Regions from separate parts of the Triticum aestivum genome. Here region 1 is linked to region 2. A link is a contact called in public Hi-C data. All regions are on one chromosome and are shown on one strand. The core of a region is the stretch at or near the end of the contact, and the rest is flanking DNA. Distances in the headings are between cores, read along the strand shown.

Region 1 (2,700 bases), core at 82-2,581, 140 kb after region 2:
TCATTCGGTTAATTGAACCTGCAACTCATTTGTTGATGCATGCAGCTTGATTTGGATAAATTCTCTTCCATCATTTTTATTGCGGTTGAATTCTCTTTATCACTTGTGCTTTATGATTCATTTGCTTTGCATTGCACTTTCAGTTAATGGCACCATTGGCATCGAGTTAGCTGTTAATTGTGAATTCATGAAGGTTTGTTTGCCCCCAGTCTAGTGGTGAGTTTTGTTGGTCAAAATTGTAACACAGGAAAATAATAATATCTTTATACAATTTACAAATCCTTATTCTCCTAAACTGAGACCAGAGCTGTGGTCTGTACTGACCGCAAAATTACCTACTCCCTCAGTTCCTTTTTATAGGACGTTTTAGACAGCTGATTTTGAACTGTTTTTGAGAGCTGTCTGAACTATCTAAACGTCTTATACAAGTGAACGGAGGGACTAGTAGAAATGGCTGCTGATTATGCATGCGTGTATTTTCCTTTGCTAGCCAAAAATCAATGTCTATTATATGTACTATTCTGTTTCTGCCTCCGCTGCCGATTCGGCTTCCTTATGGTTAACCCTATTATGTACTCCCTCCGTTTGGAATTACTTGTCTCGGAAATTGATGTATCTAGAACTAAAATACGTCTAGATACATCCATTTCTGCGACAAGTAATTCCGAACGGAGGGATTACTTGTCTCGGAAATGGATGTATCTAGAACTAAAATACGTCTAGATACATCCATTTCTGCGATAAGTAATTCCGAACGGAGGGAGTACATATGCATGCATCATCGACGCAAGTGACCTGGGAGGCTGGGAGGGAGGCTTGAGTGATGTAATGATGGTGAAGTATCCGGAAAGCTATGTATGTGTGCTTAGCAAAAGTTTCCTTCGAGGTGTTTACATAGTAGGTATTTCCGTGTTGTTGTTCCAGTTCAGGGTATGTGCATCCATACAGGCGGGTTCTTAATGGTAAAGAAAGGGTTTTGCTACACAGTTGCTGAACTGATATTCCCGGAAACATGTTGTAGGTTTTGCCAACTGATTTCTCTAAGAAAAGTTAGTCCCAGAACTGATAACACAAGAAGCATAGTAGATCCATTTTATTATTATTAGTAATATCCTCCATACACTGCGGGGACTGATACGGGGCAGAAGAAAGGTGTGGTGCCGATTGTGCCCGTTGTTTACCAGTTCACGTAAAGCCCGATGCTGTGAATGTATCACTGTCAGCGGCCTCACGGTTGCCGAAAGAAGCCTCTTGGAAAGATAGACTGGGATGCTAGGGAGCTGACGGTAGCTGAATTGTCGATGTTTTCGTTGTCTCCGCTAAGCTGCTCGGCTCTTCTAGAAGCCCTCGTGCTCGAAAGCTACGCCGTGCGAAAGCAGGGACGACGGAGATGGCGGGGCAGAGGTGGTAAAGGAGCAGGAAACAGGTGACAAGTTTCGTCCTCCGTCGTGTAGCCGTGCGGCGATGGTGCCGCCTCCCTTGCACTCACTGCCCACCACCGCGTGCCGAACATAATTCCGCCACTGTTTCTTGACTGGCTGCAGTGCAGCCAAGGTTGTGACTGCATTCCGGTGGATGGAGACGAGGTGAGCTGCTTCACCCAGTCACGCACGCTGGTCGAAGACTGGTCCGCCATGTCCGGATTGCTTATCGGCGCCGCAGGCAGCTTCGGTACGAACGGTACAAGCTGCCCCAGATCAGAAGGCATTTTTAGGTGTGCGTTGTACGTGCTTCCTCTGCAAGGAAAAAAGGCGTAGAGTATTTTTGGCTGGACTGTTGACCGAAACCAATGTTTGATCCTAACCAGGGCCGCCAGATATAGGAATTTGGCATGTCTAGGCAGAACAGGCAACGTGTTCTTGCCGTCAAGGCATAGACAGACTAGTAATAAACACGTAAAGCACGCTCGCGTGCAGCTATTTAGATCAGACAAAGTGTTTGGTCAATCAGGTAAAGAACAGGTGTTCTCTTGTTATGCCTAACACGTTTGACAATTCGCGTGCTTGGCCATTGAGGCACGAACTGTACGGTCGTACGGCAGTGCGTGTGTTCTCTTAGTTATACCGAACACGCTGTCTCATCCACTGTGATATGCAGTACTTCCTTCGTTCCAAAATAGATAACCCAACTTTGTACTAATTTTGCAAAGTTAGTATAAAGTTTGGTCATCTATTTTGAAACGGAGGAAGCTTGCCAAAATATCTGGTTAGTGACAAGACTCTTTTTTTTTGCGGGGTGGTCAGTGACAAGACTCATGGACTACAATGTGCGTGGGCACATTGGTAAAGGGACCTTAGGCACGGCGGGAGACTTAGGGTTCTATTTGCAGCGTCGAAATTACGTAGTCATATACTTTGGAAAGTTAGCTTCGTCTCCTTGCAAGTTTTCTACTTCCTCCGTTCCTAAATAATTGTTTTTTTAGAGATTTCAACAAGTGACTACATACGGAGCAAAATGAGTGAATCTACACTCTAAAACATGTCTACATACATCCGTATGTTGTAGTCCATTTGAGATGGCTAGAAAGACAATTATTTGGGAACGGAGGGAGTATTTTTTTAAGAAACCCGTAACTTTATTCATACTCATAACAATTACAGGTACACTGATTTGGACCTAAGATCCAATAAAATACAAAGTAACTGCTATGACTAAGAATTACAATAAAATCTCTTGAAAACAATTTCTTCACGGCGTCAA
Region 2 (2,700 bases), core at 12-2,511:
CGTTTCCAGGAAAAGGTTTTCATATCGGTGCAACGAGACCAAGACCAGCAGGACGGCAGGACGGAGGTCACCGTGGAGCCCAAGACGGCGTCACCACCAGAGCCTTTGGCAGGCGAAGACCACCTTTAGTCAGGATAGCTTGTACTAGCTGTCCCCTTTCAAATTGGCCGTTGTGGCATCCCTTCCCGCTCAATATTTGGGAAGAGGACCGGGGCCTCTATAAATAGGACTAGCCACCATAGTAGGAAGGGACTGAGCTGGAACTCATTCAGTTCATCCTCACACCCACCAAGCACAAGAACACCTCTCCTCAGGAGGCTGTTCTTCCCCTTGTACTGTTCATCCTCAGCCCGAGAGGCAATCCACCACACCACACTGGAGTAGGGTATTACACCACAACGGTGGCCCGAACCAGTATAAATCTTGTGTTCCTTGTGTTGCGAGTTCATCTAGCTAGCCTGTGAGATCGCGGTGAGGGCGAGGGCGAGATTCAGTAGGGGGAAATCTTCGTGCGCACCCCAGTGTTCGAACCTCAAGGGTTTTGCCGGAACCCGAAATCCGACAGGGAATATGTGCAGGAGGGGGGTGGCGACGGAGGAGATCTGGTCGCCCCTGGGAGGGCGACACGAGGGAGGAGCGGGGGGTGATGAACTATTTCTAGTGCAAAGATGTTTTTAAATTTGCAGTACGAGATTTACGAGTTTTGTTCTGCCGGAGCCTTTGCGTTCCCGCAAAATTGTTTTCGAGGGAACCCTAAAGCGATATTGCAGCACCGGGTTTTACCGGATACTATAAAATGGCTGGATCTCCGTTTTATACCGAGAAATGAAGCGAGCTTGACGACAGTGATAGTGCGCGCATGGTAGTAGAGTACTCCAGTGCCGCGCTCGTGCTCCGCGTGGACGGCAATGGCATCTCCTCCCTCTGTTTCTCATCGTACGCGCACGCTGGAGCTCTGCGATCTGTAGCGTTGACGCCATGTGACCCCTGCTCCAAAAAAGTGCCAGGCAGCCCCGAGTGCTTTGGCCCCTCCCGCGGTCCCGCCTTTGCTCCCACTTCGTCTTTCTCGTTTGGAAAGATATACATATATTACGAGAATACAAAGCATTAATCACAGAACCAAAATGGCGTGATGCATTTTCGGCGGCTATTAATTCCGTGCATTACTAGTTTCCTCCCGCCATTAATTTCTTCCAGCAATCTTCTGCTGGTTCGTCCTACTTTACGTCAACATTTTGCTCCATCTCTCTGACTCTCGCCCTCTCTCTCCTATTGGACGGACGGTCTCAGACCCCTTTGCCTTAGCCCGTAAGGTTACGTGGAAATTGTGATTTTCCTTTTCCTTGGCCTGCCCTTCTTGGCGCATTGTTTCGTCCGTCTCCACACAGCCTGAAGCTCTCCTGGGACTGACCTGGGAGGTGAGACGGCGCGGCAGCAATGGCTCACCGGCTGCTGCACGGCACCCTCCACGCCACCATCCTGGAGGCCGACAACCTCACCAACCCCGACCGCGCCACCGGCGGCGCCCCCCAGATCTTCCGCAGGGTCAGTCAGTCACTCCCCTTCCTCCCCTCTTTGCACTTGCTGCAACCACGGCAGAGTGTAAGCAGAGTAGATTGCGTCCGTAGAATAGAAAATCAAGAAAATATCCCGCTCCCTTCGAGCCCAGAGATCTGAAATCTTGTTCCGCGGCAGAGGAATTCTTGGTTTTTTGTACATGGAGGAGAAATTCTTTGGCTCCTAAAAGGAGATGCGAATTTTACAGTCTGCTGTTCGCTGCTGGAGTAGTAGATTTGTTTGTTTGAATGCGTAGGAAGCTTGTCCGATTGGTAAAGAATCTTGTCTGGTTGCAGTTCGTGGAGGGGTTCGAGGAGACGATCGGGCGCGGCAAGGGGTCGACGCAGCTGTACGCAACCGTCGACCTCGGCAAGGCGCGCGTCGGCCGGACGCGGGTCATCGCCGGCGACCCGGTGAACCCGCGCTGGTACGAGGACTTCCACATCTACTGCGCCCACTTCGCCGCCGACGTCGTCTTCACCGTCAAGGCCGCGCAGCCCATCGGCGCCACGCTCATCGGCCGCGCCTACCTCCCCGTCCGGGAGCTGCTCGACGCCGGCGGCCGGGAGATCGAGCGCCGGCTCGACGTCCTCGACCCGAGCAAGAAAAAGATCCACCACGGGCCCACCATACACGTGCGGCTCAGGTTCTGCGACGTCACCGCCAACCGCCGCGAGTGGGGCGCGGGCCTCGGCGGCGCGCGGCACCCCGGCGTGCCGTACACCTTCTTCTCCCAGCGGCCCGGGTGCAGGGTCACCCTGTACCAGGACGCGCACACCCCGGACGCGTTCGCGCCCAGGATCCCGCTCTCCGGCGGCCGGACCTACCAGCAGGGGCGGTGCTGGGAGGACGTGTTCGACGCCATCAGCGACGCGCGCCACCTGATATACGTCACCGGCTGGTCGGTGTACACCGAGATCACGCTGATACGGGACGGCTCCCGACCGCGCCCCGGCGGCGACGCCACCCTCGGCGAGCTCCTGAAGCGCAAGGCCAGCGAGGGCGTGCGCGTGCTCATGCTGGTCTGGGACGACCGCACCTCCGTCGAGTCCCTCGGCATGACGTGGGGGTACATGGGGACGCACGACGCCGAGACGGCGGAGTACTTCCGCGGCACCGACGTGCAGTGCGTCCTCTGCCCGC

The links. A called contact is a pair of places that touch in the nucleus more often than the background predicts.
Region 1: a Hi-C map of leaf shows a contact between it and region 2, with 6 times the contacts expected there. The contact joins the enhancer-like site here to the promoter of LOC123163790 in region 2. A contact is called at or near these places in 2 of 5 Hi-C or Micro-C datasets (both in leaf).

What each region holds. Positions count from the first base shown.
Region 1 is chr7D:485,243,945-485,246,644 of IWGSC CS RefSeq v2.1, forward strand. No RefSeq gene overlaps it. Among protein-coding and RNA genes, the nearest start is that of LOC123164589, 11 kb to the left of the region's middle. Within about 2 kb of position 1,332, at least 1 of the 8 cell types and tissues checked has an H3K27ac peak or open chromatin away from gene starts, as enhancers often do. A contact at or near this core is called in leaf, where this site is marked.
Region 2 is chr7D:485,100,701-485,103,400 of IWGSC CS RefSeq v2.1, forward strand. LOC123163790 (phospholipase D alpha 2) reads left to right here and starts at 1,262. Exons shown (of 3, transcript XM_044581170.1): 1 at 1,262-1,545; 2 at 1,854-2,700. The coding sequence starts at 1,438.